Linked DNA regions of Columba livia: region 2 is linked to region 1. Evidence: chromatin contacts called from public Hi-C data. All regions are on one chromosome and are shown on one strand. Each heading gives the region's core, a stretch centred on a gene start, on an enhancer-like site or on the middle of the called end of the contact. The rest is flanking DNA. Distances are from core to core; before and after follow the strand shown. Region 1 holds the start of NKX6-2 (NK6 homeobox 2). Region 2 overlaps INPP5A (inositol polyphosphate-5-phosphatase A).

Region 1 (5,410 bases), core at 1,276-3,775:
CCGTCCCCGAGCGGCACGGCCTTTGCAGCCGAAAACGGTTTTGCTTACGACTTAGGGGGTGCTTGCACCTGGGGCAGCCTGGCAGCCGTCTGGGGCTGCACTCTGGGGGTCCCTGCAGGTAGGGCAGTCCGTCCGAGAGGAGGGGACCCCGGGGCATCAGGGAGCGGTGGGACGGGAGGGGACGCGCGACCTGCCCGGGGGCCGCACGGGCCGTGTCTGCTCGGGGTTCCCGGAGCGAGCTGGAAGAAATTACACAAAAGCGTTTTACCGCGCTGCGGGGTCTACAGAAATAAACCACACGTATTTCCACCTGGAAAAATCGGGATACCAGATTGCAGGAAAGTCAATGGACAGGACAAACGTACCATTAACGTGCAGCAAGCGTCCCCGATGACAGATATAAATTATCGGCCAGCCTCAGAGCGCTGTTGTAGCGCGAATTTTAACCCAGAGGACGGGAGCTTAGACCTGCCCCTCGGGACTCACTGGCCGGGGCTCCGGGACACAGGGAGCCAAACAGCCCACGCGGGGACGGAGGCAGCCGATCCTGCCCCGCCGACGCGCTGGTGGCGGAGGCCGCGCTCTTACCCTGTTCCACCGGTCCTGTGCAAGGGTGCGGAGTCCCGGCAGGGCTTGGTGCCCGGGGAACGGCAGCTGTGTGCGGTGTGTGGATGAGCGCCCGGTCCCCGCCCGAGCGGGACGGAGAGGCTTCCCGCCTGTTAGCCGAGCCGGAGCGGTCAGTGCTGGAGAGTTCGCATCCAGAGGCGGAAAAGGCGCGGGCGGTGCGGTGAGCTCGGCGGGAAGACGCGCAGCTACCCCGGCTTGTGTTCCACTGCCCCGAGCACCGGCACCGGGGGCGGGGAGGGCGGCGGCACCGGGGAAGGCCAGGGCGAAATCCCAGCGGTGTGCGACCGGGGGAGGCACCGGCAGAGACCAAGGCAACCTCCGGGTGGGGCGGCGGCTCCTGCCCGCCGGGGATGGGCCGCCCCCGCGCCCCGGAAGCGCCGAGAGGGTCCGCGGATTTCGGGCGGGGGGTCGCGCCCCGCCTGCCGCCCTCGGCCTCCTCCCGCGGCCCGGGGAGGCTGCGCCGCGCCGCAGGACGAGAGAGCAGACGGCGCTCGCCGGCTCCTCCCGGGATTCGCGGGCGCTGCAGAAATGAGACCGGACAGAGAGCTGGTGGAGCTTCGTCAAGGGAGCTCCATGAACCCGTTCCTACTCGCAAGAGTGCTGCTGCTCAAAACACAGAAAAAGCAACGGAGGCGTTTATTAAGCTTCTTTAAGGGCTGCATGATTTTTAATTCCACGTTTATACGTTAAGCTATTTACGAGGATGCATATAATAACACACAGACTGTTAGAGCAACCGAAAATAAATATCACTGATTGAGCCCGAGTAATTGCTTCCCAAACTTACTTTGACATTAAAGCTGTTGTTTAGGGTTAAATGAAACTTTACTCACCTGCAAACCGTTCTGACGACAGACATAACCACATCCAAACGAACGCGCCTTTTAATAATTGTTTTGATATGATGAAGTCGATTCATGTTTACTTTCTGAACACTTTGAAAAGTTTTGCTGCCCCACGTACTGTGGTTAATATTTTCCTTGGTTAACAATGCATCAAAACCATAGAAGGCAGTTGTAAGGCGAAGAACGCACAATAAATCCCGTTTCCGAAATTATTTTCTATAAAAAGCTAAAATCCGTATTCTTATTTTCTTGTCAAGTAAGCATGTTTTCGATTAAGAGGAATATCAGTGGCAATTGTATTTGTACGAACGAGCTTCGTTCCGCGATGATGTAACAGCCTTTCTTTTTCCTTTTAAAGCCCAGGGTGAGCCCTCTCCGCCGGGCTGGAAGGGGGAGCGCTCCGACGCCGGTTGCAAAACCGGCCACAAAGAGGTTGAGCGAAACAGTTGTTCCCCGGACGTTAGATCAGTCTTACAGCTGTGCTTTAAACGTTCGATTCTATCGCAAGGGGAACGGCTGCAGTGCAACCGGAGAGGGAACCGAACCCCCGACCGAAGGGCAGCGGGTCGGGAGGGAACGCGCATCTCGCCCGCTCGGCAGCCCCGGGGCAGCGAAGCCGCCGTCCCCCCGCACCTCAGCGGCGCTCGGCGGCCCGCCCGGTCCATGCCGCGGGACGCTCTCCCGGGGCCGAGCTCTTCGGACTCGGAGCGGAGGTCCCGCCGCTCAGCGCGCCGCGGCCCCGGACGGGACGGGGCGGGTCGGGACGGGTCCGGGCGGCACCGGGACGGGTCCGGGCGGCCCCGGCGGCGCTGACCCCGCTGACCCCGCGCTGGCGCGGCGGGCGGGGCGCGCGCGGGGGTCCCGTCGGCCGTGGCGCGGCCACGTGCGGGCCCGCGCGCTCCCACGGCGCCCGGGGCCGCCCGGTCCGGCCGTGACGTATCGGGGTGGGGGCGCTCGCCGCCCGCCGATTGGGCCGTGGAGCCGGCGCGGGGAGGCGGCCGCCCAATGGGCGCGGAGCCCGCAGGTGCCCGCGCGGTTATCTGCGCCCCGGGGCGCGGCGCGGAGCGTCCCCGCTGCTGCCGCCGGGACACGGGACCGGGCGAGGTGCGGAGCCCAGCGCTGCCCGGCCCCTCCCGCCGGATCCCGCGCCCGGTGCCTCAGCCGCCGGGGCCTGTTCTCCCCAGGATCCCTCTCCGCTATTCTGCCCCGACTTGTCTTTCTCCGCGCTCCCGCCGGGAAGTTCGCGGTGCGCACCGCCGAGCTGCGGGGCCGGGTGGAGAGACGCCGGGATTTTCCTACTTCAGCGAACTTGGGTACTTGCTGGCGCTGTGAACCTGCAGCGGAGAAGAGGCCTCCCCGCCCGGCCGGCGCTCCCGGCGCGGGGTCACAGCGGCTGCCGGCGCGGTTGGAGAAGGACCCGCGCTCGCTGATGACCACAAATGTTAGCGGTGGGGCAAATGGATGCTAATCGCCAGAGCGCGTTCGTCCTCAGCAGTACGCCGCTGGCCGCACTGCACAACATGGCCGAGATGAAGACCTCCCTCTTCCCCTACACCCTGCAGAATCCCTCCGGCTTCAAGGCACCGGCCCTAGGCGGACTCAACACGCAGCTCCCCTTGGGGACGCCGCACGGAATAAGCGACATCCTGGGGCGGCCCGTGGGCACCGCCAGCAACCTCTTAGGCGGGCTGCCCCGCATCAACGGACTGGCGGCATCGGCGGGGATGTACTTCAACCCCGCCGCCGTCTCCCGCTACCCGAAGCCGCTGGCAGAGCTGCCGGGGCGGCCCCCCATTTTCTGGCCGGGAGTGGTGCAGGGGTCTCCCTGGAGAGACCCGCGGCTCGCCTGTCCCGGTAAGTGCGGCCGGTTCCGGCGGGGAGCGCGGCCCGCAGTGCCTCCCGGGCAGCCTGCCTGGGGTCCCGCCCGGCGGGAGTCGTGGGATCCCCTCCGGGCGGCCGAGCCTGGAGCCAGGGCGGCCCCTCGCCCTGTCGGCCGGTGGGAGAGCGCGGTAGACGGGGCGGCCGGCCGGCAGGAGAGCGCGGCACCCCGAAGGCGGGTCGGTGCCGGTCACCTGTGCCCGCCGCGGCGCCCCGAGATGTCCCCGGACCAAACCGTGCTCTGGAGCCAGCGGCGCCGAGCGGCGGCGGCCACCCCAGCAGCCCCGCGGCTGCCCGCGCCCCGCTCCGCGCCGGGCGGCGTCGGTGCAGACCCGGTCTCTGACGGAGCTGTTTCTCCTCTGCTTTTAGCTCAGACGGGGATGGTTTTGGACAAGGACGGCAAGAAGAAACATTCGCGACCAACTTTCTCTGGGCAGCAGATTTTTGCTTTAGAGAAAACCTTCGAACAGACGAAATACTTGGCAGGACCGGAGAGAGCTCGGCTCGCCTACTCTCTGGGGATGACCGAGAGCCAGGTGAAGGTAGGTCGGTCTGTCCCCGCGGGTCCCGGGCTGGGCGCGGACTGTCGGGGCCGCCACCTCCCGCTCGCTGCCGAGGCAGCACGTAACCTTGTGTTTTTGCGGTAATTTTCAGCGACCGTTGAATCTCTACAATCCTACAGGGATATCTTTAAAGTCCATTATAATTAAAATTACGTTTGGGTATTGGATGGATTTTAGGCCAACCTCTACGTAACTGATTTTGTGCTTGGATTTCTTTGTGCTGCAAACGATTTAAGAAACAAAAAAAAAAATAAAAGCGCACAAAAACCCAACGGCAATAACAAAACCACCAAATAAAATCCATAGAACAAAATCCTACGCACACGTTAAAAAACAAAACCCAAAACACGCCAAACACCACAATAAACCAGCCCCCAAACAAAAAAGCTCCCCGCAAGCGATTGCTTTCAATCCGAGGCCAATTGACACGACTCCACTTTGCACAGTCACGCAAATTTTGTACCGAAGTCCTCAGGCGCATTGAGGCGTTGACGTGCACGGGGAGCCAGAGATACTGATTTTTCTGGCCACCACATTCAATTTCCAACAGGTGATTATTCTGCAAAAGCGCTGCTTTTATTGTCGCCCGGCGCCGTTCCGGAGCAGCGGGGGTGACCCGAGCGCGTCCCCGCGATCCTCCCGGGCTGTCCGGGCGGCGCGGCCCCGCACCGGGGGCAGCCGGAGCCCCCGCTGGGCAAGCGAAGGGAAGGGGCGGGCGGGGGCGGCGCGGCCGAGCTGAGCCGAGCCGGGGCCCAGGCCGAGCCGAGCTGAGCCGAGCCCGGGCCGGGCCCAGGTCTGGTTCCAGAACAGACGGACCAAGTGGCGGAAGCGGCACGCGGCAGAGATGGCGTCGGCCAAGAAGAAACACGACTCGGAGACGGAGAAGCTGAAGGAGAGCTCGGACAATGAGGACGATGATGAATACAACAAACCCCTGGACCCCAACTCGGACGACGAAAAAATCACGAGGCTATTGAAAAAGCACAAATCCACGAACCTGTCCCTCGTCAGCCCCTGCAGCACCAGCTCGGACACCTTGTGAGGGCACCGGCGGCTGCAACGAATTGTAACTGGGTGTTTAAAGTGGTGTGTTGTACAGCCTAAGATGTATGTGAAATGTATATATTTTTTACAGAATAAGTTATGAAATTATTTTCCTTCTCATCGATGTAAATTTCAGAGGAATTTTTCCAACTTCTTGGTTTTAGTTTTGTGTCGCTTTAAGGTTTGCCCGCCCTTTCCTTTATCCTTCTTGCCGATTTCCTGCTCCTAACAATCAGATTTTGTTGTTTCGTATGGGTCGCCAAATCCAAGCTCAGCCACTTTGTATATAGTAAATTTCAGACTTTGTGATGTATATTTCTAGTGTAAAAACGGCTGTTTTCTTTTACTCCTTCCCTCTACTCAGTGTTTTGGCGGTTTGATTTCTCCTGCCTCTAGATTTTTATGCTTAACAATATCAGAAGAGAAAACAACCCAAAAAAGCACGAGAGAAAA
Region 2 (5,410 bases), core at 824-3,323, 130 kb after region 1:
TTACCAACAGAATAACGTCTGACACCTGAAGCCAGGGGGCTGTGACCGGCCCTACGGGAAGATGTCCATTTCCAGAAAGGAGACACTGACCCGTAAGGACCGCGGGTGCTCTGCTCACCTGGGTCCTGCTTTGTCACACGATGGCTTCTGGTTCTCCCTCACAAAACCGAAACGGGAGGCACAGAGGAACACAAGCCTGCTCGTTCAACACAGGAAAAAATGAGCTTGCCATATATGAAACATGACCTCGATTTTGTATAATTTAGCACCCCCATTTAATTTTCAATTTTTAAACAACGAAGCATGTGGTTTCCTAATGACATTTCAAACAAATCCTCACACGAATCCACGTCACCGGGATGAGGAGCCAGGCCCGCGGCCGTTGGGGACGGCGCGGCCGTTGGGGACGGCGCGGCCGTCTCGAGCTCACGACACACCAGCAGCACCAGCTGGGGTTGGAGCTTTCACAACATCAGCCGTCATTTCACGAGTACACGCTGTAAAATCCTCCACATAAACTTGTGCCGGCTTGCTTTAAATTAACTTTAATTCGGGTTTAGGAAAGCAGATGAGCCTGTACCTAAGTGAGGTCAAGGACTTCGAGGAGCTCATCGAATCCCGCAATACCTGCAGCTTTTTATGAAGTGCGCGGCCGGGCACAAGTACGCAGGGCAGATTGAATAACTGCTTAATATTAGTCAGAAATGAGAAACAATAACTAACATTTGTAAAAAGTTACACCTGAAATATTTCTCTCCGTCCTATTTAAATGTACTTAGCAGAAAGGTCAGCGCTCCTGAATTTGCTAGATAAATAAATGTTGGTGAGGTGGATGAATCACTGGAGAATTGGTGCATGGCAGCGAATGAATAACCTGCAAATGCTTCCCAAACCCCATTATTTCCCTTTTTCCAGTAGGGCAAAGATTCATGTCCCTGCATGCCGCCAGTTCATTACGGAGAAATATCATTCCTCTTCTGGCACTGCTGGGCGGCCTCTCAGCCCCACGAGGACCCTTTAATGTTTAATTCCCCATCATCCGCTCCACTGAACAGCTTAATCTCTGCTTGTATGATCAATACTATATCAGTGTAAATTAAAATGACAATTTTAAAGTAATTAAGCCTGTTAATGCTCGATTCAAATGTCATTATTTGCACAAGGGATTGAGGAGAAATTACATCGTGTCCAGGGTGACAGGGAAACGCTTGAGCCGGCTCAGCCTGCTGCCGCGGTGCCACGGGAGGCTCTGGCAAAGCGGATTACGCGCGCGCCCCGCCAGGACGCCTGTCCAATTTCTGAAGGGGATAACGCAATTTGAGAAATGTAATTCCAGCTACAAACTCAATTATCGTGATAATGGATGAAAACTGGGAGGAGACACCAAACAAGACCCACATAAAAAAATACACTTAACTTCAGAATGAGATACAACAGTAATTGTTTTATTTGATTTGCTCTATCCCTTTTGAAAACCCTTTAAATAATTGTGATTGTTAGAAGAATAGCCAGCATCTATTAAATAGCACGAGCTCCAGGATCAAAGCGGCTGCAGTTTAAAGGATTTTGGTCACAATGGAAATGTTTGCTATCCTTCGCTTGTACAGCTACATTTATTAGACAAGTAAAATTACATCATTACAGTATTGGATCTCATAAATAGATCTATAAAACTCAACCACGCTCAGATGAAACCTCGGCCCACCCTACGTGCTGGCCTTTCCAGACCTGCCGTGACAGCCTCCAGTCATTTATTATTTCAAAGGGAGATTTTCATAATAGAAAACCTTAAACTTTATGAGACGGCCACAAGAGTCGGGTTGTATTTCCAGCCCGACCAGCCGAGAACGCGCCGAGCTGCCGGGGCTCGAGCTCAGCTCCGCGGCTCCGGCGCACCAAAAACCACGGCGATTTAGGCAAAACGCTGGCCAGAGCATCAATATCTGATTCCTTGAAGCAGACAGCAAAAGCGAAACACCGAATGTCATGGATTTAAGTGAAGGATGAGGAACCGTGGAAAGCGCCCTCTGCACAGGCCGCTCAGGGAGCAACAAGGCCCCGCGGAGCCGAGCGGCTCCGCCCGCACCCGCGCCGCACACCGCTGGCGGATCCTCCGACCCCCGCACTTCCGGAAGTTCTCCGATATCATTATATGGAATTTTTATTAGTGCACACGAAACATTTTTGGCTTGCACTTCTTTAAATAATAAATGGCATATATTAAAGTGCCTTACAGGTCTAATAACTCGCACCAGATCCATGTAGGCCTGTCTTATTAACTTTTCGTTTAAATTACAGCAGAATTCATCAATCAGTGTTTCTAAAAAGCACACTGCAGATTGCCACGGGCTCTCAAGAAAAATGCATCTCAGGACAATTCGAACATCCACGGTGTCTCAAGCATTTCATCAGAAAATCTATCAGATCACAGAGTTTCTTCGATGAAATGGTAAAAGAACGGCCCTAAAACCGTAACCAAAGAACATTAAATTCTTTTCACAATAATGAAGAAAAAACCCCTAAACTTAAACTACTTAAAGTTTTTAAATTAAATGCATTAAGTCCATCCCAAACAGAATTTTAAATGACAACTAAGGCAAGCTGAGGGAGTCGTGCAGGTTTGATTCCGCACTGCTGACTCCTGACGCACCGGGAACGGCGCAGGCCGAGCCGAAGCCCTGGCTCCACCTGCCTGCATGAAGACCAGCTTCCTCCTGACAGAACAGCGGCAGACGCGGAACTCGGAAGACAACGGGCACAAGTGGGGGAACATACGCCCAGCGCGTTGGTTTGCATGCGTGGGGTTGTGTGTGTTCGCTTTGGGTTGGGTTTGTTGTTGTGTGGGGTTGTTTTGGTTGGTTTTGGTTTTTGGTTTTGTATTTTTTTTAACACGGAAACACACTGACTATTACTGACTTGATCACTTTTGCTCTGATAATTATGAAAACTCCCGATTCTAAAGCTAGTGCCCCAGGCCGGAAGCAAAGGGCCGTGTTTAGAGAGCCGGGCAGACAGCACCTCGAGCCGGCGCAGCCCCGGCTGCTCTGCCCCCCCGGTGCTCCCCGCTCCGCTCTGCTCTCCCGCCCGTGACCGGCACACGAGCCGACCGGCACACGAGCCGACCGGCACACGAGCCGACCGGCCCCAGCGCTCGGTCCACGCGCCTGTGCTGCTCACAGATCGCTCTTCTGCACGGAACTTCAGACAGGAAATCAAACAGAGTTCTTTGGGAGCTTTTTTAAAATTAAGTTGGGAAATACGAAGCAACATTGTTCTCACACCACAGTGAAATTGTCATGGTTGACAACTTTATGCAGTATATGCACTGACACCTGAAAACATTTCCCTCCTTAATGAGCATCAAAAATGGATCCGACGCGAGTGCGGCCCCGCGGCCCCGCAGGTACGCACAGCTGGCGGGAAGACGCTACTTTCAAATCGGCGTGTGCGCCGATGATCAGAATCCTTTCCTTTGTACACAAGCTCAAACCTCTCCGCACTCTACTGCGGCTTTTCTGGTCTGCGTTATCAGCAGGGCATGTTAATGGACACCAGACCATATGGAGCAACAAATTAATTGTTTCCCTATGTACAATAATAGCTCCATTTATCATGCACATGTTGACCTGTGTTTGCTTTACAAAGCTTATTAATTACCAGCGATCATGCTGCTGTTAGAGTAAAGGACACACTGGTAAAATGTACCACAACTGACAGACTCAGAATTATTAAACGTATCTTCACTGTTGAACACAGGAAAAGCGTTCGGCTTCTTTTTGCTTTTAAAATTTCACTTGATAAGATTTTAAAGCAATAACATCAGTTCCGCAGGAACAAACCCAGTGTTACTGGGAGCAGACTGGTATTTGTTTATGCTCACAATTGTTCTGTTTGAAAATTACTTTTCTTTTTAATACTCCGCCTAGTATCAGCCGTGTTTTTCCTAAGAGGCTTTTATTAGCCTGTGAGAACACAAGCAACCCCAAAGCGCATTAACAGATGATCACTCTCGGCTGATCTCCACACGCACTGTGCACACTAGCGCCGCTGAGACCGCGCAGCAGGGGCGGCTCGTCGGGGTCGCGGTGGCCGCACCAGCAGGGTCTCACACCACACACGGCTCTGGGACAAACGGACCCTTTCTGGGGAGGGAGGAGCTGGTCACGACAGACCCAAACACTGTGGGATCGGCCCCTTCAGCAAAATTCATCCAAACACCTGAAGGAAACTGTAATTTATATGAAAAAAATAACAAGTCCTGACTTATTAAGACTTTCCTACGGTTTTCACAAAAGGTAACTGGACAAATTCTCCGAGCACAACTGAAATGGAGTAACCGGAGCGGTTCTCAATGCAGGAGTGAAGAGGCTCCCGGGAGCCGGCAGAATCGCGGGAGCCTCGTCCCAGAGAAAGCACGCGAGCGAACAGAGCCACGAACCCGAACTCCCAGTCGGCCACTGAACCCGCTGCTCTCCCTTTCACGTTCGCTGCCTCAGCGGTTTTCTGTCAACAAACGCTAACAAGCCTTTCAGCTCTTTAAGAGCTTAACAATTTTTCAGCATGTTCAGCAATAGATTTGTTGCAGAATATTTGTTTCCGAGGTGCGGAGCTGTGACACCGCACTCAATCACCTCTGTGCTCCGCGATACACGGCCCGGCCCCGGCACAGCCGGCCAGGCCTCCGCCGGCACCGCGGCCACCGACTGAACCAGCAGACGCTCCGGCCAAAACACCAACCTGAACCTACAGGGACAAACCGAACACAATTAGCAACAGTTACGTAGCTACTGACTTATTAAAAAAATCATAACCAGGGGAAGTTTGCATGTTTTTATGCATGTGTGTTACGAATCTGTGAGCCAGGCGGGATGCTTGTGTATCAAGCCACATCGACACTAGACACACAGGCACGGGCTGTAAAAAAACCAGCATGAACGCCAGGAATGTAATCAACCTGCTGCCCCTGGACACGCCCGAGGGAACCTGACCGGAAACATCTGCTGGGTGCTCCCGAGGAGCCTCTGGGCAGCGACAAGATGCACGGGAACAAAAGCAAACAGCGGCTGACGAAATGCAGCTGTGCAGGGAGGCGGACAACGACCAACGCGATCGGCTCCGTAAAGCCACTTACAGAGCTCTAGCTTTACTGCTCTTAATTGATCATGTCTCCTTGTCTTAAACACAATAAACACAGGAGCTTAACTATATTTGAACCATCGGGCAACAGCAAGGACACCTAGCAAAGGAACACCGAAAAATGCGAACTCCCGCAAGCGTGCACCAAGTGCTGACTCGGAGGAAACGGGGATATGTTCTAGACTGTACAATAAAGACGTAATTGCCTAAGGGGCTTTTTAACACACGTCTAAAACACCAGCCAAGCTTCTCTCTTTGTTAATGGACAAACCCA

Evidence for each region. Hi-C and Micro-C count contacts between places; a contact is called where the count stands out from the background.
Region 2: a Hi-C map of crop shows a contact between it and region 1, with 2.3 times the contacts expected there. The contact joins the enhancer-like site here to the promoter of NKX6-2 in region 1. A contact is called at or near these places in 2 of 2 Hi-C or Micro-C datasets (crop and liver).

What each region holds. Positions count from the first base shown.
Region 1 is chr6:431,366-436,775 of bColLiv1.pat.W.v2, forward strand. NKX6-2 (NK6 homeobox 2) reads left to right here and starts at 2,526. Exons shown (of 3, transcript XM_065066619.1): 1 at 2,526-3,326; 2 at 3,720-3,892; 3 at 4,707-5,410. The coding sequence starts at 2,912. The coding sequence ends at 4,955.
Region 2 is chr6:562,673-568,082 of bColLiv1.pat.W.v2, forward strand. The region is part of intron 4 of INPP5A (inositol polyphosphate-5-phosphatase A); the gene reads right to left. Among named protein-coding and RNA genes, the nearest start is that of INPP5A, 80 kb to the right of the region's middle. Within about 2 kb of position 2,074, at least 1 of the 3 cell types and tissues checked has an H3K27ac peak away from gene starts, as active enhancers do.